2 separate regions of the Sus scrofa genome follow, and region 1 is linked to region 2. The links are chromatin contacts, called in public promoter capture Hi-C maps. All regions are on one chromosome and are shown on one strand. Each heading gives the region's core, a stretch centred on a gene start, on an enhancer-like site or on the middle of the called end of the contact. The rest is flanking DNA. Distances are from core to core; before and after follow the strand shown. Region 1 holds the start of PHKB (phosphorylase b kinase regulatory subunit beta). Region 2 holds the start of N4BP1 (NEDD4-binding protein 1).

Region 1 (3,693 bases), core at 1,082-3,581, 1.1 Mb after region 2:
TTTGCTTATATGGATGAGGCAGGAAATATATAACAGCCACTTATTAAACATTACCTAAGACTTGTATCATCTAGTGAGCAGTAAAGTGATTATGCTACTATGTAACAATGCTCAGAACTTTGCAGTGGCCCCTCTATATCAGGGTTAGGTTAATCCAAGTTTCAAACAAAACTCAGTCTATACATTCCTCTAAAAGTAACAAACAGAATCAAGGTGATTGCTTTTAATGACACAGGAAGTAGATTCACTCAAAAAACTTTCCTTCACAATTATCAGAAGAATCTGAAACCTCAACTAATTTGGAGGGATGACTACAAATGGTATCTCTTTTACGGTTACAATAGAGACATAAACCAACAGCCAACATTTATACAAGGTACGCAACTACTTTGTACATGAAACTGGTTTTAAGTGGCTGCATTCAACAACAGTAAAATAAAATTTGAAGTTTTCCTCAGTAAAGAAAGAGAAGGTAGGTTTTCAAAGCTTACTGTTATGACATGCAGTTCTGAGGAAATTAAAAGACTGGAGAAGAAAATAAGCCCTATAGGTTTATTAAAGGAAAAGAGAAATGCTGTAAAATTATACGATGAGGGTAGAGCTCAGTTTCCTGTAAGAAAAGTCCAGTTACTCTTTGACCAGATATTATCAACCCAATAACACTTTTTGTAGCTTAGAAAGACTCATTGTTAGTGGTCAACTCAATACTTTAATATGACATGAAAAGCCTGAGAAAAATGTGAAACAAAAATAAATGTGACTATATGGAATGGTTGGCCAACAGGGACCTGCTATATAGCACCGGGAACTCTATCCAATATTCTGTGATAGTCTATATGGGAAAAGACTGAAAAAGAATGGATGTGTGTACATGTACAACTGAGTCGCTTTGTTGTGCAACAGAAATTATCACAACATTGTAAATCAACTATACTTAAAAACATTAAAAAATGAAAAAAAAAAATGTGACTATTCCCAGTAACTGTACTGACCCTAAAATGTATTAAGGACTCATTTTTGAAAAATTCGTATTTTAGTGGTAGTTTTCCTTGAACCCTAAGTAAATAAGAGCAGAAATTTTTTTAAGGTTTAAAAAAACAGAATGAAATAAGCAACAAAGATTGGGTGCATTTCTCCTGTCAGGTTTATGAAATTAGATACTTTCGTCAAAACAACAATAACGACAACAGCGTGTTCAACAGATAATTAAGAATTCTCTTAATACCAATGAAAATGCAAAGTTTTCCTAGAGCTATGCTTTTCATTGTTCTTAGATGATCAACTTTGACATTAGCATCTCCCAGCACTAACTTACATAGTAACATCAATCCCTTAAAAGGGAAGATTCTTAGTTGAAGTTTTGTTAGTCCACCATGTTTCCTGTTTATAGGGATACTTTTAGCTCAAGATTACATCTAGCCAACCAGGAATAAGGGAAGTTTCAACCCTGGCTCTTAGACTGAGTTATCAGCCACAAGTGCTAACTTCGAGGTTGTGACTCTGCAATTTGAACAAGTCAGCTCAGGACACTTGAACAGTTATAACTGCTTGCACAGCGTGTTCTGACCTAGGTGGCCTCGCATTTAGGAGCCACAACTGGGAACTATGCGTCCTGCGGCCACTTGCCCAGGGAAGAGGTCTACTTCCTTCTGAGACTTAGCTATGCTCAACCTGACCCACTTCAAGGCCTGAGGCCCTGCCCCCCTCGATTTCTTCCACAAAGATAACTGGCTAGAGATCAGAACTTGTAATATGAAATGGACATATGAAATAAGGCAAAGAGTAGCCGCCGGTTTTCCAGGACGCGATTATAGCCGTATCTAAGAATGAAGCTAGCTGACTTGCAGGGAAGAACACACGCAGGGAGGACACTCTCAGGAATGTGGCGGCCTCCTGATTTCTAAGTAAGAAGACTCCAGGCAAAGTCAGCACAACACCTACTTTTCCAGTGGGAATACACACGCAATAAAGTTGGGGAAGCATAATGGGGTAAGGTGTGCCCACCACCTAATTTCTAGACCTGGGGGAAGACATCAAGAGGAAGGCAGGGACGACTGCCTGTCCTAAGGGGAAGTATTCGGGCACAGGTTCATTCCAGGACCCCTACGTGCCTCCCGCCCAAGGCGCTCGAGGGGGAGCACCACCTACGGTGCGCGTGAAGGGGTGGCGCCCCAGACAGCCAAACCTGAGCGCTTGGTCCGGGCCCTTCGCTCCAAGACCTTCCAGCTCACTTCGGGCCTGAGCCCCGCCATCGCGATCGGGCCGCTGCTTTGGCCGCCGCCCCCAGGGCCGCTTGTCAGCTCCGCCCGGCCGGCCCCGCCCCCCCGCGCGACACTGTCGGGAGGCGCGCCGGCCGGAAGTGAGCGCGAGGACGAGCTTCGCCCTGGCTCCGCGGCGTCCCGAGCGTCAGAGGGGCAGCCCTAGGGGAGAGTGCGATGGTAGCCGGCCGCAGCCGTACGGACGTCCGGGCTGCGCTGTTTGTCTCTCGGCCGGCAGCACGGTGCTTTCCGGCTGCCGTCAAGCGCGGCAGTGGGCTGGAGGGCGGGGGCCGAGGGGCTGCCATGGCGGCGGCGGGCCGGCTGCCGGGCTCCTGGGTGCTGCTGGCGCCGCTGCTTGGGGGGCTCGCGCTGCTGGGAGTCGGGCCAGTCCCCGCGCGGGCGCTGCACAACGTCACGGCCGAGCTCTTTGGAGCCGAGGCCTGGGGCACCGTGGCGGCCTTCGGAGACCTCAACTCTGACAAGCAGACGGACCTCTTCGTGCTGCGGGAAAGTCAGTGCTTGCCCGGCCCTCCCTCTGTCCGCGTACTCCTCCTGGTGTTCCCCACACCCCTTGCCCGGATGGCCAGTCCTCCTGCATTTCCCGGACCTTCTCTCCCAGCCCTCTCTGACTTTATTTCCAGCATCGTTGATAGCTTGCGGGTTTTCTACATCTTATTCAAACCCAGATCCCGACCCTAACACTCCACAGTTTGATCCACTCCCACCAGCCTTAGAAACACGGCAGTCTTGTTTTGTTTTCTTTCCCTGATAGGACCCAGCCTTCACTCGTCCATCCGCGTTTTCCTTACGGAATCACCTGCCTTCCAAAGGCCTTCCTGATTCCCAGCAATCTTTGTAGCTTGCCTCTAAGTTCCTTCCCAAGGCCCCGTCATTCCTATCTGCTTTACTTCCTCCAGCCTCCCTTCCCCTTTGATCAGCTGCAGAAGGTGCAACTTGACAGTTTCCTCCAATAGAGGACTCCTCCTTGCCCCCTAATAAATCCAGTGTCTTATTGGAAAAGGATTTTTAAACTGCAGGGTTCTCCCTTTTGTGTGCATAAGATTTCCTTGCTTTGGCCACCACCCTAGACTCCAAATCTCTTCTTTCTTCAGCTCGAGGTTCATGGGAGTTCTTTAACATCACTAAACAAACTTTTGTAAATCTTGATGCTTAGGGCATTAGAGGCTGTGAAAGAAGGCAGTGAAGCCCTTATACAGAGTTTGATGGGGTGTCGGCCCAAATCTTTGGGGGCCCTTGCCAGGGCCCCAGAGCCTCTTGTGGACCCTGAATGTTTTCCATATCTTTGTATAGCTCCATGTACTGCAAGAAGAGTGCCTTCCGCCTAACCTTTAGCTATTCCATCCTAACTGCATACGGGGACTCTCCCCTTTAAATATGCCCTGTGTTTTGAATAAACTGTCTCGAAAGTCTGATC
Region 2 (3,837 bases), core at 378-2,877:
AGGAAATAACGTGTTGTGCTGACTCCAGCTCAGGGTGCAATTTATCTTCGAGGCCACTCCAGCTCTGGGTGCAACGTATTGGTAAGGGAATACCAATCTGACCTGTCTCAGCCAATCTCAGGTCATCTACCTGATGGAGGAAGGCTGCTGGCTGTGTAGACACCAAGGGAAAAGCCCAGGGGAACAGGAAGTTGTCTGTCTGTGAACCTAGTGGTTCTCTTCCCTGTGCTGAGTCATCTTTAGGTGGGGCACTAGGGGATCACACCTGCCTGAACTTCTGAGGCAAATGGAAAACCCCAGCAGCCCGGATCCTTGAGGTTTTACCTCGGGTATTCCCTCTTACCAAAACCATTCCCCCTTGGCCTTTCCAACTGCCACATCTTTAGATCCCCTTCTTTCTCCTCAAGGGGGAATCTATACAGAGGGAGGGGACCCCCAGGCTCACATGGTCAGTATGGCTGCATAATCCATACAAAACTTTTCTGTGAAAATGAAGCCTTTAGTATATGGCTAATTTAGTAATAACAGCTACTACTTGGTGCTCACTTACCGTGTCCAGGTACTATATATTAATTTTCACAATAATAGGAAGTACTATTGTTATCTACATTGACAGACGAGACAGTATAACATAGACAAGTACGTTCATGGTTCCTAATTATCATGGTATCTAATTATCCAACATTTAGCCCAAAGGAAACCACTTTATCTTCCACAACCTGTTTCCATGGACTCAGAGAATGAAAAACCTGGAAAGACTTTGGAGATAACTAAGAGCAACTGTTGAATTTACAGATGGGAAAACGGACCTGGAGAGGGCTTAGGGTATACTTTCCCAAACCCCCACTGACATCATGGAAGAGCCCCTAATCCCCCACTTCTGGTACTTCTATGTCACATTCTCCTCCTCCCCACTCAGAAGAAACCACTCTTCTGAATTTTCCCTAATTATTTCTTTGCTTTTCAAATCACCATACACATTACTCCCATTTTCTTCTCTTCCCGTCAACATTTTTATTTAAGAACAAAGTAAAGTAATGGAAAGAGGGAAGCAAAGGACAGGCAGGGAGACAGGAGGGTGGGGGAGGGAGAGAAGGAAGGAGGAAGAGAGAAAAACCATCGGTCAATTACTGAGAAGCCGATAACTCAATCTGTTAGAGCCCTAGATTGGGCTGCAAGATGTCTGAAGAAAAGCCAGATCCCTTGTGTGACACCGGCTCCGTCCCGCCTACTGGCTCGGAGCCTCCACCTCAACTGTAAATCCAGAAATTCACCATCCACCAGGTCGCCCAAAGCGTCGCACCCTCACCAAAGACAGCCCAGGTTCCTGCCTTCGTTCTGCCCTAAACAAGCATGGCGACTGCGCGTGACGTCGCCTCCGTCGCCTACACTCCAGCCCCAGCCCCTCGGGGGCGGCGATTCTCAATGACGGCGGCGGGCGGTGCGCAGGCGCGGCTGCGGGGCCCGGCCCGCGGCGGCGGCGGCGGCGGCGGCAGCGGCGACGGCAGCGGCGCAGGGGCTATTTCCCCGCAGTTGCCCAGCTGTGGCGGCCGCGCGGGGATGGTGTAGCCGGGCCTCCGGGCAGGCGGCGGGGCGCGGGCCGAGGCGAGGCGGCCGGGAGGGCCGACGCCGACTGACCGGCTCGAGTGTAGCGGCAGCACGCTGAGGGGGCGTCGCCGCCGCCGGCCCCCGGCGCCGCCGCGGGAGGCCGCGCCCGCCATGGCGGCCCGGGCGGTGCTGGACGAATTTACGGCGCCAGCCGAGAAGGCGGCGCTGCTGGAGCGGAGCCGCGGCCGCATCGAGGGCCTGTTCGGCGTGAGCCTGGCGGTGCTCGGCGCGCTCGGGGCCGAGGAACCTCTGCCCGCGCGCATCTGGCTGCAGCTCCTCGGGGCGCAGGAGGCGGTGCACAGCGCCAAGGTGAGTGCGGCCGCCGCCCCCGCGCGATCGCCTTCCCCGGCCCGGCCCCAGCGCGCGCGCGCGCAGCTTTCCGTCGGTCGGGGTCCCTGGGCACCCCCACACACCCTTTCCTTCTTGCCCTTCATGCGCGGACTCCGCGACGCGCGATGGTGGGAGTGCAATCTCCCGAGCCTCGGCTCTCGAGCCATGTGACCTTGGGTTAGCGGTTTTATCCTCGGCGCCTCAGTTTCCCTGTTTGTAGAGTGGCGCTGACGACAGCACTTGACTTGAAGGGCTTTCGCGAGGATTCGATTAGGTGATTGTGTAAAGCGCGGTGCACAGTGACTGGCAAGGAGTGAACGAGCTAAGAATGTTGCCTGTTGTTGTCTTTCCCCCCTAGCCCTCGGGCTGGTGCGCAGGACCTGATGGCTGGGCCCGCAGCTTTCTGGCCCACCACCTCAGCCGCTTTTCTCTTCCCAGGTCTCCTCTGGGAAGGTTCAAAGGGGTTCTGAACCTTTGGGGGGGGTGTCAGACCCCTTTTGAAAGAGTGAGCAAAACCATGTTGGTAGTACGTTCCTCAGAACATCAAGAAGAGAGGGATGTTTATAACAGTGTTTAGAATAGCTTTGTTCCCTGTATCGATTTTACGTACAACTAACATTTATTGAATGGTTATAGCACCTCAGACGTTAAGTACTGCAGAAGGATTCCTTAAAAAATCCAGTGAGGTAGATTTTTGTTGTCTTCCTGTCTTAAACAGCTGGGGAAACTGAAACTTTCGAAGAGGTGACTCACCCTCTCTCTAAATCAGCATTTCAGACTTATACCTCTTTTGGACACCTTCAGCTATTCCCTTCCTTCCTCAAGCCAAAAGACAGCAAGACTTCTGGGGAGCCAGGTTCCTCCAGGTTTTCCCATTGAGTAAGTGGGAGAGTCAGGATTCAGACTGGGGTGGTGCTTGTCCTTAATACCCATCTCCCAAATGATGACCCCTCTGAGGGAGGGAAATTTCACAGTGTCCTGGAAGGATCTGATTAGCTGTAACTTCTGGCTTTCTTAGATTAAGAACCCTGAATGCTTGCTTTTAATATGTTTAGAGGAATTAGGAAACGTAATAGCCTGATTCTTCTCCACAGCTTGATTTAAAGCACTGCAGATGTTGAGTCAAGTTAGCTTTCCTGTTCCTGATTTTTTGAAACCAATGATCTGATTTCCGACAACTGGTCTCCCTCCTTGTTTTCACCCCAGCCACTCAATTTCTCCCACTCCTGAAGGCGAAAAAATTTGACATGTCTAAGTCCTATTGTGGCTTCTAAAAGTCTCTTAGGTGTATTCCTTCCTTTCTTTTCCATCACTTTTGTAGCAGTTAAAACCTTCTTTCTTGGTCTGTGCCCTCCCTTTATTGTCTTCACTTCACCCCTTCTTCTCTCCCTAGCACAACTTGCATTAGACTAATTTTTCCACAAAAAGTCATTCTCCTGTCCCGGAATCGCCTCGAGCCTCCTGTTGTCTGTCTTATTCACTCCAGACTTCTCTGATTTACAAAACCCTTATTAGTCCAACCCCACTTTAATTTCCCAATTCTCTGCGTTAACAGCTCTCAGCTTAAACCTCCATTGTAGTCTCACTAGCCTCACTGCTTTTACTGTGTCCTCTGCCTGCTCCCAGTTCAGCATTACTCGAGGCTGACCACAAGCATGGAAAGTGCTTCTTTTTCTTTCTTTCTTTCTTTTTTTTTTGCTCTACAGAAAAACCCTGCCGGACCTCCCAACTCCAGTGCTCGTGCCTGTTTCTGTTGTGCAGTCCAACATAAGCTAATTGGAAAAGGTGTGTCTTACAGTATCTCAGTAGCATGTGTCACCTGCCTATTTATCTTTGTTATACGTGTTACTCATTATCCAACTCTCCCATTTGTAAGAAATTCTTTTTTTTTTTTTTCCC

What was found. Promoter capture Hi-C pulls out the DNA fragments that hold promoters and counts their contacts.
Region 1: a promoter capture Hi-C map of liver shows a contact between it and region 2, with 4 times the contacts expected there. The contact joins the promoter of PHKB here to the promoter of N4BP1 in region 2. A contact is called at or near these places in 1 of 5 promoter capture datasets (liver) and 1 of 2 datasets of contacts at active chromatin or transcription factors (alveolar macrophages).

The regions. Positions count from the first base shown.
Region 1 is chr6:37,191,299-37,194,991 of Sscrofa11.1, forward strand. PHKB (phosphorylase b kinase regulatory subunit beta) reads right to left here and starts at 2,332. Exons shown (of 32, transcript XM_021094236.1): 1 at 2,186-2,332. ITFG1 (T-cell immunomodulatory protein) reads left to right here and starts at 2,334. Exons shown (of 18, transcript XM_021094239.1): 1 at 2,334-2,769. The coding sequence starts at 2,436.
Region 2 is chr6:36,120,562-36,124,398 of Sscrofa11.1, forward strand. N4BP1 (NEDD4-binding protein 1) reads left to right here and starts at 1,628. Exons shown (of 7, transcript XM_003126990.5): 1 at 1,628-1,917. The coding sequence starts at 1,720.